2 separate regions of the Sus scrofa genome follow, and region 2 is linked to region 1. The links are chromatin contacts, called in public Hi-C maps. All regions are on one chromosome and are shown on one strand. Each heading gives the region's core, a stretch centred on a gene start, on an enhancer-like site or on the middle of the called end of the contact. The rest is flanking DNA. Distances are from core to core; before and after follow the strand shown. Region 1 overlaps KDM5B (lysine-specific demethylase 5B). Region 2 has its middle 12 kb from the start of RABIF.

What was found. A called contact is a pair of places that touch in the nucleus more often than the background predicts.
Region 2: a contact with region 1 is called in a Hi-C map of alveolar macrophages, with 2.2 times the contacts expected there. The contact joins two enhancer-like sites. A contact is called at or near these places in 3 of 5 promoter capture datasets (fetal liver and liver), 4 of 47 Hi-C or Micro-C datasets (alveolar macrophages, embryonic fibroblasts and fetal skeletal muscle) and 2 of 2 datasets of contacts at active chromatin or transcription factors (alveolar macrophages and skeletal muscle).

What each region holds. Positions count from the first base shown.
Region 1 is chr10:24,745,936-24,748,998 of Sscrofa11.1, reverse strand. It overlaps KDM5B (lysine-specific demethylase 5B), which reads left to right. Exons shown (of 27, transcript XM_021064567.1): 23 at 2,858-3,063. Among named protein-coding and RNA genes, the nearest start is that of SYT2, 20 kb to the right of the region's middle. Within about 2 kb of position 1,603, at least 1 of the 83 cell types and tissues checked has an H3K27ac peak or open chromatin away from gene starts, as enhancers often do. A contact at or near this core is called in alveolar macrophages, where this site is marked.
Region 2 is chr10:24,853,370-24,856,381 of Sscrofa11.1, reverse strand. No RefSeq gene overlaps it. Among named protein-coding and RNA genes, the nearest start is that of RABIF, 12 kb to the left of the region's middle. Within about 2 kb of position 1,406, at least 2 of the 83 cell types and tissues checked have an H3K27ac peak or open chromatin away from gene starts, as enhancers often do. A contact at or near this core is called in alveolar macrophages, where this site is marked.

The DNA of each region.
Region 1 (3,063 bases), core at 354-2,853:
CGCTAGGGTTCGAATCGGAGCTGTAGCCACTGGCCTATACCACAGCTCACGGCAACACCAGATCCTTAACCCACTGAGCAAGGCCAGGGATCGAACCCACAACCTCATGGTTCCTAGTCAGACTCATTAACCACTGAATCACGACAGGAACTCCTCTCTGATCATTTTTTTTCCCTTTTTATTTTCCCTTTTATAGCCTCACCTGTTGGCATACGGAGGTTTGCAGGCTAGGTGTCAATTGGAGCTGGAGCTGCCAGCCTACACCATAGCCACAGCAACACTGGATCTGAGCTGCACCTGCAACCCACACTACATCTTGTGGCAACACCAGATCCTTAACCCACTGAGTGAGGCCGGGGATTGAAACAATGTCCTCATGGGACACTATGCTGGGTTCTTAACCTGCTGAGCCACAATGGAAAGTCTTCTCTATTTTATTATTTATTTATTTATTGTTCCTTGTCTATTTAGGGTCACACCTGTGACATATGGAGGTTCCCAGGCCAGGGGTCCAATCAGAGCATCTGCACCTGAGCCTGAACCAAATGTGATCTTTCTTGGTTCAAGCACCTTCCCAGTCTGTTCCACTGTAGCTGACTGACCTCTCTTGTGATTGATGTGGGATTGCTCTGATGTGTTTGTGGTTTTTTGTTTGTTTGTTTTTAGGGCTGCACCTGTGGCACATGGAGGTTCCCAGGCTAGGGGTTGAATCGGAGCTGTAGCTGCCCGCCTACACCACAGCCACAGCAACATCAGATCCGAGCCTCATCTGTGACCTACACCACCGCTCACAGTAATGCCAGATCCTTAACGCACTGAGCAAGGCCGGGGATTGAACCTGCAGTCTCATTGGTTCCTAGTCGGATTTGTTTCCACTGCGCCACAATGGGAACTCCTCATATTTGTGTATTTTGCCACAGACTTTCTTGGCATATTTATCCCTTCCTTCAGCTACTAATCAGATACAGCTGATTAGATTGCCTGAGCATCATTTTGGTGTTTTCAGGGTGCTGTTTTCCACTGTCAAGTGGTTCATTTTTGTTAAGATACTGTCCATCTCAAGCTTTGCTTCTCTAGTTTTTGCTGATCTAGTCTGGGACTCCTTGTACGTTACCTTTTGATTGCTTTGTTATCACATAACCTGTATGTACTCCTGTACATTGTTATCATCTGTAAAGATTAGAGGATTCTTTTTTTTTTTTTTTTTTTTTTGCCCTTTAGGTGGAAGTTCCCAAGCTAGGGGTCAAATCAGAACTGCAGCCACCGGTCTGCATTATAGCCACAGCAACGCCAGATCCAAGTCACATCCATGACCTACACCACAGCTCATGGCAACGCCGGATCCTTACCCCACCAAGCAAGGCCAGGGATTGAACCTGCATCCTCATGGATACTGGTCAGATTTGTTTCCCCTGAGCCACAACAGGAACTCCCAGGAGGAACTTTAAAATATGCCAAAGGTTTGTTAGTTGGTTTACTTCTTGATCTTTTTGTTTCTTTCCTAATCCCTCATTTCTATATTTTCTTCTCCAGTCCAAAGAGGCAGTGGAGAGTCACTCTGGCCCTAGGACTCAGGTTCCTCATCTGGTGAATCATGATGGATCTGAGAGTGGGTGGATGTGATCATTGGGAGTAGTTTCACTGTAACAAATTAACATTTTTAGGACCTGGAAATAGGATTGTAAAAGGAGTAGTTCCTACATGTTGTTTCTGGCATGGAAAGCATAAAATCTATGCTTTCCTCCATATTGCTGTATTTCACCCTCAGTGAAGTACTAGGACTATGGTGGTCTAGCCTTTCTTTTATTGTGGAAGATGGATTGTTACGTTCCAGGCAGGTGGGCAACTTGACATAGCTGGTGGCTTGCATTTGTCACCCTTAGACTCTGTTTTTACCTCATGGTGCAACGTGAGTGAATCTGTAGCTCCTGGGTGGGCTTATATAGTGGATGAGTGCTAGTCTGCTCATGTGGAAGCACCACTTATGCACAGCTTGTTCATCCTGCTTAGAAAGATATTCAGTATCACTTCAGCTTTTTCCTGTGAAGTTGATTATGTTTGTGTTTTCAAGTTGTTTATACAGGTTAACTGAACTCAGAACTTTCCTGGGACATAGCTCTTGTTTTAATAGAGAGGAAAGACTTTGCAATGAGGGTACTTGGCTCTTGCTGCAGAAAAGCAACTTTTGTCTCTGGCCAAATGATCTTACAGCATGAGTATGCCCAGGTGTGTGTGCACAAGAGAAGTCTGATGTCTTGGTTCTATTTAATTTTTCATGAAGGATCCAATTTCATTGCTTCAGTTCCAGTGTCCAGCACAAATGTAAGGCCCTAATGTTAAAGGCAATAAGAGACACAGGTTACTATGGCTACTTAAGAGACTTTCTCATGTAAAGTACTTTTCCAGAAAACACAAAAGCTAGTGGAACTGAAAACAAATGGAAAGCCTCAGAAATTAGTACCTGTAATTACCTGAGAAAAACCTGTGTCTTTCAAGAGAGGTAAGTTTTCTAGATGATACATGTGTACGGACATTGGACTTGGAGGCATGGGGTATGCTGAGTAATTGCTTACACTCTATTCCTTGCCAGAGAGTGTTTTGTCACTCATGTCTCATTGCGTTGTCACTGCAGCCCTGTGAGAGGGGCGCTCCTGTTTCATACGTGTGGAAATTCAGCCACCGTGGAATATATTGCCCAAGGTCTCCCACACAGCTTAGTGAGGTGGAGCTAGGAATTGAACATAGTCTGCTCTGGACACCTCTTTGCCCCCCATATTCTTAGCCCCCAGGACCCTTGAGTTTTAGGAGAAGGCAGGGTTCTCTGGGACACTGTCCTTGACTGTTACTTTCCTTCTAGATGGCAACCCTCGGGGAAGCTCGCTTACGGGAAATGGAGGCCTTGCAGTCTCTCAGACTAGCCAATGAAGGGAAGCTGCTGTCACCTGTCCAGGATGTGGACATGAAGGTCTGCCTGTGTCAGAAGGCCCCGGCTGCCCCCATGATCCAGTGTGAACTCTGCAGGGATGCTTTCCACACTAGCTGTGTGGCAGTGCCCAGCATTTC
Region 2 (3,012 bases), core at 157-2,656, 110 kb before region 1:
CAATCAGAGCTGTAGCCGCAGGCATACACCACAGCCACAGCAATGCGGGATCCGAGCCACGTCTGTGATCTACACCACAGCTCAGGGCAATGCCGGATCCCTAACCCACTGAGCAAGGCCGGGGATCGAACCTGCAACCTGATGGTTCCTAGTCGGATTCGTTAACCAGTGCGCCACGACAGGAACTCCAAGGTTTTATATTTTTTAAATAATAATTTTCCAAACTGTAGGAAAGTGGTGAGACTGGTGCAGTTAACACCTGCATACCCACTAGCTGGATTCAGCATCTAAGTCCACTGTTTGTTTTGCTGCACTGACTCATTCAAACTCACTTTTACCTATCACGGAACACACAAATCTGTCTTTGTGACTAATAAGACTAATAATGCGTCCCCCAAATAATACCTAATCGGTATTCAAACTTTCCCAGCTGCCATAAAGTTTCTTTCGTCAGTTTTTCAGTCATTTTTTATTACTCAATGAATTTATTACATTTATATTTGTACAATGATCATCACAATCCAATTTTATAGCATTTCCATCCCACACCGCCAGCGCATCCCCCTACCCCCCAAACTGTCTCCTTTGGAAACCATAAGTTTTTCAAAGTCTGTGAGTCAGTATCTGTTCTCCAAAGAAGTTCAGTGTGTCCTTTTTTCAGATTCCACATGTCAGTGAAAGCATTTGATGTTGCAGTTTTTCAGTCATGACACAACCCAGGACCAGGCGTTGTATTGTTTGCCTCTTAAGTCTTTTAATGTAAAGCAGTCACCTCTTTTCTCAATGGTGACTGCAAAGGGACTCATCTCAGCATCTTGAATGTCCCACATTCTGGATTTCTCTTTCCCAGTGGTGACCAGCACATTGCTCTGTCCACAGTTCTCACAAGATGGCACCAGGTACAGAAGGTGACACTGGCCATGTGGGCACTGTGCCCTGGTGTGTGGGCATAAGCTCCCTGTGGCCTGAGGACCCGGCCCCTCTGGTGAAGGACCACAAAGAAGGGGCAAGGTGTCCCGAGATGGTGAGAACAAGAGCAAGGCCCGGGGTGCTGTCGCCTGCCTCTCCCTGGCTTTGCCTCTGTCGTTCCACTCTTCCCTATGCCCTGCAAATACAGTTGATTTGGCAAGTGCTGCTGTGTGCCAATGACATGGGGGCCTGCCCTGGCAGCAGGCTGGGGCATCTCCTTCCTTCCGAGATCGGCAGGGCAGCCTCCGCCCCCAGGGGTGTCCGGTGGAGGACCAGCCCAGAAGTTCTGGGAGAACAGACACCCACAGAGGTGTTCAGGCAGGAGACACCTCAAGGAAGCTGAGGGGCTACAGGTGTAGCCAAAGCCCTGGACCCAAGTCTGTCTCAGCCTCAAGGCTGGAAGGAGTCAGCCCCTGTGCTCCCCACTCTCGGCAGCAGAGGGCAGTAGAAGGCAAGGGGCCAGCTGCTTATAGGCTCCACCTGATGCTTATTAAGGCACAGGGTCCCAAAGTCCCAGCCTTTAGCTGCGAACCCCTGAACCCCTGAAATAATTCATAAAGTGCCTATGAGCCTTGCTCCCCACAGTTAGGAAGCAGATGGCACATCACTTACAGGTGGGCAGAGCAAGCTGGACCACTTGGACAAAGTCGCTGCTGCCGTTTCCCCCTCGTAGCCCCAAAATGGACTAGATGTCCATCATGTGCTCTTTTCCCACCTCCCATTCTTTTTGTGTCTTTGAACTAAGCAGGGAGGATCTTTGTTAAAGCTGGGCTGGACCCCCACCTCCAAGCTCCAGATAGCGCCAAGCCCTTTGGTCCCCAGGGAGATTCCTTTCCTTGGTGCCGTGGGGATGGAAAGTGTAAGTATTGCCTTAAAGTTGTGGTCCGAACCTAGGGACCTTTGGAGCAGCATGGAGGGCTCCCCTTAGTGCCAGGGCATAAAGGAAGCACTATCCTGGCTAGAGCCATGGGACTGCGGCCCTGGCCACAGCCAAGGCCTGAACCCAGGTGACTTCCGCAGGTGCCACCACTGTCCCTTGTTACCTAATCCAGTAGCCAGGAGCCCTGTGGAAAGTTGGCTCCGTGCAGAGTAGGGGCTTATCCAGCTGGCGACCCAGACAGAAGACACGAAGGAATTGGCACAGCTGAAGGCCTGGGGCATCTGGCCTATGTGACAGGCTGAACAAAAAATTCCAGAAGGTACAGTTGGGGCGGAAGGCTGAGACTGCCATGGTACCTGGTTTTGAGCTGGTTCCTCGCCTGAGCTATGTCCGGGGTGGCTGACACCAGAGCCTGCCTTTTTTTTTTTTTTTTTAAATTTTTTTTTAAGAGCTGCAGGTGAGGCATGTGGAAGTTTCCAGTCTAGGAGTCAAATCAGAACTGTAGCTGCTGGCCTACACCACAGCCACAGCAACACGTGATTGGAGCCAAGTTTGTGACCTACGCCACAGCTCATGGCAACGCCAGATCCTTAACCCACTGAGCGAGGCCAGGGATCGAACCCACATCCTCACAGAGCCTAGTCAAGTTCATTAACTGCTGAGCCAGGAAGGGAGCTCCTATTTATTTATTTATTTATTTGTTTGTTTGTTTGTTTGTTTGTTTATTTTTCTGTTTAGGGCCTAACCTGTGGCATATGGAGGTTCCTAGGCCAGGGGTCTAATCAGAGCTGCATCTGCCAGCCTACACCACAGCCACAGCAACTCCAGATCCAAGCTGCATCTGTGACCCATACCGCAGTTCACAGCAACTCCGGACCTTAACCCACTGTGTGAGGCCAGGGATGGAACCCACGTCTTTGTGGATACTAGTCGGGTTCTTAACCTGCTGAACCACAGTGAGACCAGAGCCTGTAGATGAGTGCTCCCCAGGATACACTCCTCTTCTGTTGGGTGTCTGAGGACAGGTTTCTGCATGTATAAGGTGACAGACAGGATCCTGAGTCTGACTGTTCCTTTGTGAAGCTTTTGAACATTCTTCTTGCTCTCCCGTCTCTCCTATTGCAGGGCTCCCCGGGGCTTGGTCCCCACCCCCTGGAGAGCTG